2 separate regions of the Urocitellus parryii genome follow, and region 2 is linked to region 1. The links are chromatin contacts, called in public Hi-C maps. All regions are on one chromosome and are shown on one strand. Each heading gives the region's core, a stretch centred on a gene start, on an enhancer-like site or on the middle of the called end of the contact. The rest is flanking DNA. Distances are from core to core; before and after follow the strand shown. Region 1 holds the start of Pgrmc2 (progesterone receptor membrane component 2). Region 2 holds the start of Jade1 (jade family PHD finger 1).

Evidence for each region. Hi-C and Micro-C count contacts between places; a contact is called where the count stands out from the background.
Region 2: a Hi-C map of liver shows a contact between it and region 1, with 5 times the contacts expected there. The contact joins the promoter of Jade1 here to the promoter of Pgrmc2 in region 1. A contact is called at or near these places in 2 of 2 Hi-C or Micro-C datasets (liver and muscle).

The regions. Positions count from the first base shown.
Region 1 is chr10:6,881,076-6,884,877 of mUroPar1.hap1, forward strand. Pgrmc2 (progesterone receptor membrane component 2) reads right to left here and starts at 2,180. Exons shown (of 3, transcript XM_026390926.2): 1 at 1,756-2,180. The coding sequence starts at 2,173.
Region 2 is chr10:7,257,017-7,260,787 of mUroPar1.hap1, forward strand. Jade1 (jade family PHD finger 1) reads left to right here and starts at 2,025. Exons shown (of 11, transcript XM_026390889.2): 1 at 2,025-2,106.

The sequences.
Region 1 (3,802 bases), core at 930-3,429:
CAATGAAGGCTGCCAAACTATATGTCCATGACTCTATCCTATTTTCAGGTAGTACCAAAGCATAATGTATGGGGACTAAATGATTCTTTGTATTAATACTTTCTTTTATTGTCAGTTTAGATGGCACAAAAAGGCAGAGCTTTTTTGAATTCTATATTAAAAAGCTCAATCTATACAAAATTTCTAATCACTTCAACAGATTTTAATACCAATGAGGAAAAAGCTATAACTAGGTACAAAATAATGTGTAAATATTTAAAATAAAAAATTCATTTAACTTGGTCTGTTAAATACTGTACTTTGGCCCTATTCTCTTGTCCCACTTGCACTTAAGTAAATAAACAACAAAAAGCATTAACTATTTCAGCTGATATAAGTAGGGAGACATCTGGTGTTCTTATTTATAGGACCAGAAGCAAATACCTTATAAATTATCTGTGACTTGGTTGGAGTGAAGGTAGATATACACATAGAAATACAACCAACCAAGAAATATATGAAATAGATCAAGACCCCAAATCCTTTCTTATTTCTATTCTAATTAACAAACAACCAAAGTCCTTCTAAAACATCATCCAGTCACCAAGCACTGAAATTGGAAGTATATATTTGCAAATGTCAATAAATCTCATGTACTAACAGATTAAATAAAAAAGGAAATAATTTTGTTTCCAGAATGCCAACCCCTTTGACTTTAAGAGTCGGATGTGTACTTCTTCCAGTAACAGTTCACTTTAGGTCTCTAACTTTATTATTTACTCTAATCACTTATCTTTTTAAAGCTTAGTATTAACCACTGCACAACCAGAATGTGCAACGTGCTCAGTTTTAATGGACACCAACAGGTTGAGTCTGAAGTTTATTTGCTTGATCTGAAATGTATGACTACACTGTAAAAGAAGAGCTTCTAAATCAACTACCCTACATACACAGGTCTCTAAAAGTAAAGCTCTAAAAAATCTTTAACTTCCAGAACCGATGGAGAGAGGGTCTGAATATACAGACAGCTCTTCTAACTTTTTTTTCTCCTCAGTTCTGCTAAGGGGATGCACAATAAACCACTATCAACGTGTATTCGGATACTTCTCTTCCTATTAGAGAGGGAGAGAGAGGAGGAAAAAAAAAAGGGGGAAAAAACCCAAAATAAAAAGAAACCCGACAGGCACGCCTGCTGGGCACGGGAGCTCCACCCCCACTCCAGGGCGCACGTCCCTGCCAGTCTTCTGCCAGGTCTGCGTTCGGGTCGGTCCTCATCCCAGACAGTGTTAATCTGGCAAAGCATCTCCGAACCAAAACTGGTTTAGGAAGAGTCCGAGGTGTTGCCTACGGCGCCCGGACTTCACAGACCCGAGGGCTGGGACTTGAACTACGTGTCCCTAAACGTGGCCTCGTGGGGAGTGGTCCGGAGGGGAAGGCAGACGGGCGGCCACGCAGGGGGAAAGCAGGGAGAGGTGTGAGTCCCAAGGCCTACAACTTTGGGTCTCCACTCCAGAAGCCCCCTCCTGCCCCCACCCGTCCCAGACCTCGGAAAGCCCAGGAAAGGCGGGCGCCAGCCTGACTGGCGACGACTACGGGAATTTTGAAAATTTCAGCTCGAGAGAAAGCCGCGAGGAGACCGGGACGGGAGCGGACGAGCGCCCCGGAGGCGGGCGTGCGCGGCGGGCCGGGCCGGGCCGGGCGAGGGGCCCGCGCCGCCGCCGCCGCCCGCGGCCGCACCTGCCGGCGCAGGGCCCCTCGCCCCCTGCCACTCCTCACCGGGGCCGTAGAACTTGCTGCCTTTGGTCACGTCGAAGACTTTCCCATTGACCGCGAGCAGGATGCGCGGCGTGCGGGACCCGTCGTACTGGCGGAGCTGCTCCAGGCTGAAGTCCCGCTTCTTCATGCGCGGCAGGGAGGCGGCCGGGCTCTCCTCGCCCGCCCCGGCCCCCGCGCCCAGACCCCGCCGCCCCCAGCGCACCCACAGCCGGTAGGCCCCCAGCAGCACCAGCGCCACCAGCGCCACGTTCAGCAGCATCTCCCCGCCCCCCGCCAGAAGCGCCAACGCCGCCGCCGCCCAGCCGCCCCCTTCCGCTGCCGCTCCCGCGCCGCCTGGGCTCCCGCTGCTGCCGTCGCTGCCGCTCTCGCTGCCACTCCCCAGGGTGCCTAGCTTCACGTCCCCATCACCCGCCGCCATCACTGCCCGCCAGCGCCTTCCTCCTCCTCCCCGCCCCCTGCCCGCCCCAACCCCACGACAGGTCCCGCCCACCAGGGGCTGCCCAGCCAATTACGAGCGCGGAGGGGGCGGGGCCGGGCCGGCCGCTGATTGGGCGCTGGCCGGGTAACGTTGTCTCGGCTCTCCCCTGCCCCGCCCTCCTGCGCTGGCCGCGCTCGAGCGCGATTGCCCGCCCACCTCGTCCCACACTTCCCCGCTCCCGTCCGCGCCTCCGCTCGGCTGAGTACACGAGGGGGGCGGGTCTGAAGAAAGGGTGCTGCGCCGGCCGCGCGCGCGCACGGGCGGGGCGAGGCGACGGCGCGTGCGCGGGTTCCGGGGCGCCACGCGCTCGCCTTTCCTCGGCAGCCCCTCCGGGAGATGCGCTCCGCCCAGTCTCCCCCGCGGCGCGCGTGCGCCCCGGAATCGCTTCCATCCCCGGGCCCGGGTTCGCGCCCGCGGACTCCCGCCCGGCCTGGGAGCTTCACGTGCGCCGAGGCGGCGCCGGGGTGTCCCGGGTGGGACGCCGGGGCCAGGCCGCCGCGTGGTGTTCGCTGCGAGGCGCGGCGACGAGTCTCTCCCCGGGCGCCGGCGGCGTGGGCGTGCAGACCTGGCAGCGCCCAGAAGTTTTGGCGACGAGCTGGAGTCCTCGGCCCCGGAGAGGATGGGGCTCCTTGGCATCGGTGATCCCGGTGGCGCCGGGCGCCGCTGCCCGCGGTTTTTGGCTGCTCATGCAGAATGCCCTTAAAGGAGCCCAGACCAGAGGTCTCCTCGTTGCTCGTACCTCGGTCTCCGCGGCGTGGGGAAGTGGGGAGATGAGGTGGCCTCCTCCTCGCCCATTCAGCCTTATTCCTATTTAGTGCAGCTGGGAGACGTCCTTTGGCCTGCTTCTCCATCTTTAAAATCCCAGTGTAAATGTCACCTCCGGAGCCTCGTTCTGGGCACGCCTGCTTCGTGCACTGGGCTCCTTTGACAGGCTGTCTCCTGCCCTAGCCTGTCCTTGTGTCTCTTGAGCCTCCCCCCGGTTTGATGAATGAAGGCTGTCGAAGGAGTGACTGTTTTCGTGTAATTTTGAGGAACCGATGGAATGGAGGAGAGGCATAGACGGGCAGTGACTGCTTAGGGTATAACCCGGTAGGGAAACAAAGTAGTCCATTTGGCTTTAAAGGAAGAGGAGCAAAGTCTGGAAATCTAGGTTGTAGTGTTTAGGATCAAGGAGTAGGACAGTACTGTCGGGCTTTGGAGGAAACACTGGGAGTATGGATGGGGCAAGATCAGTTCTCTTCCTCTAGAGATCATCTGGCATGAGAATATGAGTATGAGAATATGAGTATGAGAAGGGAGAAGAAGCAAACAGTAGGCTTTTGTAAGCTTGCATGCAGTAAGGAGACTTGAAACTAGTGCAGGGCATGGCAAACATTGTCAGCAAAGGGCCAGATGATTTAGGATCTGTGGGTGGTCTCTGTCTTAGCTACACAACCCTGCCCTGTAATGAGGAAGCTGTAGAGGACAATGTGTGTGGCAGTGTTCCAATGAGACTATTTACAGGCACTGAAATTTAAAAATAATTTCAGTGGTCATGAAATAGTATTCTTTTGATTTCCCCCCAACCTC
Region 2 (3,771 bases), core at 775-3,274, 380 kb after region 1:
TCTGACTTCCAGGGCAGAGCTGTGTATAGCACAGAACACTGTCTCCATGCCCAGAATCTTAAGCCATAGCATAATGAGAGGATGTTCATGGGACCCTCAGTCCTGACCAGACCATCAGTGCGGAGAGTCTGTGTGTATTTTACCTTTTCATTTTGTCATCTGTTTATTAAGTGTGCTTTGAGTTTGCTCCCTGATGTTTTAGAGGTAGGAATAGTCAGAAGGAGCAAACCAGTAAGTGACAAATGCAATTTTAAAATTTATAAAAAAAATTTTAAGGAAAAATGAATGAAGTAAGGCTGACTGGAGTTAAGTAAAATTGCAATTGTCCAGTATCCCAAGGGAGTAGACAACCTCTTACTATCAAGACCTCTGCTCTTGCGTTCTGATGGGGTTATCTCATTTCTCTTAAACAACTCTTCAGGTTAGGGGACAGCAGTTAACTTCATTCTATTACCCAGAAATAAACTGAAGTCCGGAGTTCTGTAACTTACCAGCCGGCCACTCAAGTTGGTAACTAGTAGTGGAGGCAGACCTAACGGTTTGGCTATGAAGTCTTTGTACTTTTTCTTCTACACAGGGTATGTGTAAGGTGAACCAAGGAAAATAATAACTGTAGGCAATATAATTTAACCATCATCATATCAATCTCATAATAGTTATGATGATGGTTAAATTAGTGCTTTACATATGTGCTCTCTGTGAAAAGGATTAAGAAAACACATGAATAGGACTGAAGAGTGTAGGGAGTCTACACTCTTCATTAGGGAAACAGGAGAGGCAAAAAGAGGATATATTTTAAAATTTCTTTTGGTTTACTTTGTTTCCTGAAAAATAATTGGAAGGCTCAATTAGTTTTGTTTTGCCATTTATCAGATTAGAATGTTCTGGATGTAGGTGGGTGGGTTGGGTGTGATTGTGTGAGATCAAATCTGATTTAATCAGAATTATTCCAGTGTATAAAGTATACCTTTTGGGTTCAATATTAAATTTTGCAATTAGTAATCACTGTTCCTATTTGGTGAATGGGAGTTTTAATCTGTACTTTTTTCCTTTTGAAGATGAATGTCACATACACGGTTATTTCCTTTGCAGATGCATGAAGGGAGTACTTTACCCTCCAAATAAAACCAAGTTTACATTCATTCTGTGGGAAATCAGAAACTACTCAGTCTTACACACACACACTCACAAATCCCGAAAATGAATCTTCAAGAACTGATTTTTTTTTTTTTTTTATCACTCTGAAGTCCCAATGTTAGCATTAGGCTCAATCCTCATATTTGGAAGGAGATGTTCAGTTGTTACCCTGTGTAACATAACATGGAGACGGTGTCCATTCAGAATCGCTATCTTTTAAGGGCTCACTTGCAATTAATCAGTTCAATACAGATTTGGGTAGAGATGGGGTTTGGGTTCCAGAATCGGGATTATCTATTTAAAAATGTCACTTGAATCCACAACTCCTTAAAACTGTTACTACGAAACAAAAGAACTATTTATCTTGCCGTTCAGCTTCAACATAAAATCTTTCACCGAAGTCACACCCCTCAAGAGCCACGTTTTTAATCTACTTAATTTTAAGCTAATTCGAAAGAATCCATCTCGACGTCAGACAGGAGTTGGAACTGGGACAGCAGCTGGAAGGGGTGGGCTGAATCCCCGCCTCGCGGCCTGCGGACGGCTGGGTAGCTCCGGGCTCGCGGGCAGGTGACGGCAGCGCTGCGCGGCCCCGGCGCCCCCGCGGCCCCGGCCCCCGCGCGGGCCGCCAAGAGTTAACGCGGGCCGAGCCCCCCGCGCCGCCGGCGCCCCGCGCGCTCCCTCCGCCCGCGCGTCCCCACCCTCCGCTTTTGGCAAGGGATTAAAGTGCTCCCCCCTGTGGCAGCAGTGACCCAGAAATGAGTTGGATTCACACAGTCCTTCCTCCATAACCAGCCAAACGCCCGGCCGGGAGCGCCTCCGCGCGCGAGTGCCGGCTGTGTGCGCGCCGGCGAGGGCAGGGGCCCGCCCGGCGCCCCGCGCGTCCGCCCACCGCGGCCCGGACTCATGCGGCGCGGCGCGAGCGGGCGGCGCGGAGCCCAGCGCCTCGGCCGGAGCCCTCCGCAGCAGGTACGCGCGCGGGCCCCGGGGGCCGCGGGGGGCGCGCCGCGCGTGTGTCCGCGCGTGTCCGCGCGTGGGTCGGGGTGCGCGTCCCGGCCCCGCGGCGGCGGCGGCGGCGGCGGCGGCGGCTGCAGGACGAGCCGAAGGCTCAGCCATATTTGATGGTTTTGTTGCTTTGCTCGGGAGTTCTCGGGAGTAATTTAATGCCGAAGGTCGCTGCCTAGTGGAAATAATATAGTACGTCATTAATATGGCGCCAAAAGATTGGGTTCTCGATCCGTAGCGAGGAGGGAGGGAGGCGGCCGCCGAGCGCAGTGTTACTATCCCACCAGTAACTTGGGCTTTGCCGGGGCGGGGGCCGGAGGAGGAGGAGAGGATGATGTCTGGATCCTGAGAATTGATCTCTGTTGGATTAGTAAGTTTTATTATGATTATTTTTCAATTGGGGGGGGGCGAAGACTCGGAGCTTTTTCTTTTGAATTCGCTAAGAACATGCGGTTTTCAGGTGAATCATCAATCAAACGCGTTCAGCAGCAGAAACGCAGTTTAGTTCATAGAAAAATTTAAAAAGCCAAAGTGCATGAGGCTGCATGAAAGTGGAAAGCCTAGTAACAACTTGGTAGACAGATGGCAATGGCAGAACGCAGGTTCGCGTACATACATGAATCCAGAGTGTGTGGCCCTGTGTGTATGGGGGAAGGACCGTATTTGTCCGAACGTAGGTGCGAGTAGGTACATCTTTGTGGAGCGGCCGCAGCCCTGGCCCTTGTCACCGCGTCACCACATGTCCAAAATATTCATTGCATCAATTCAAGGGCAGTGAGCAGGGGTGGAGGGACACCTTGGCAATTAGATTCTTCCAAATTGGGTTTCCAACGACCAGACCTGTACTTACAGTGAGACCGCCTATGAAGTGTAAAACCCTCCCTCGGTGGAATTGGGAAGGAGTTACATCGATAGAGCAAAGTACCGATTAATCATGAACTTAAAACGGATTGCAAATTGCAACCTTTGGCACCCTCTGCAAATTGTGGGGGTGGGGTCTCCTGGTCTCCTGGCTGCTTTAAATGAACGTGCAGTGTGTACCCCGGGACTGCAAGTTGCAAAGCCCTCCACAGTGCACGTGTCCTGTGCCTGTGAGTGTGTGTTCGCGAGTTGGGGGCTGTGGTTCAGTAGCCAGCAGGCTTTCCGGGTTGCTCGGCGCTGGCTTGCAAATGCGGGAGAGGGATGGAATGTGGAATGTTGACCGGGGAACCGAATCCTGTCGGAACGGTCCCATTTGCTGGAGAAATTCGATCCCTTCCACCTCCTTCCCGCTCCCCCCCCCGCCCGCCTTCGGGCAGGAGGCGGGGCCGAGGACGCGGCTGCTGCTCAAAGTGGCGGAGCGCGGCGGCGGGAGGCAGGTGCACGGCACCCGCCAGTGGGGGTGCCTCAACTTCCGCGGGCGTTTAAATAGCAGCCTCTCTCCCCACCCACCGGTAATAGGTGACCTGGCGGCCGAGGGCGGCGGGGGGAAGGGACGGGGGAGACCCGGGAGCGAGCCTCCGCGGCACGTGGGCAGGTGCTGGGTGGCCTCGGGGCCAACTTTTTGTAGCCCGCCTCTCGTGTTGGAGGAGAGGCGGCCCGGTGTGGAAATGGGGTCGGGCGGCGGCCGAGGCGTCACCTCACCGCCCC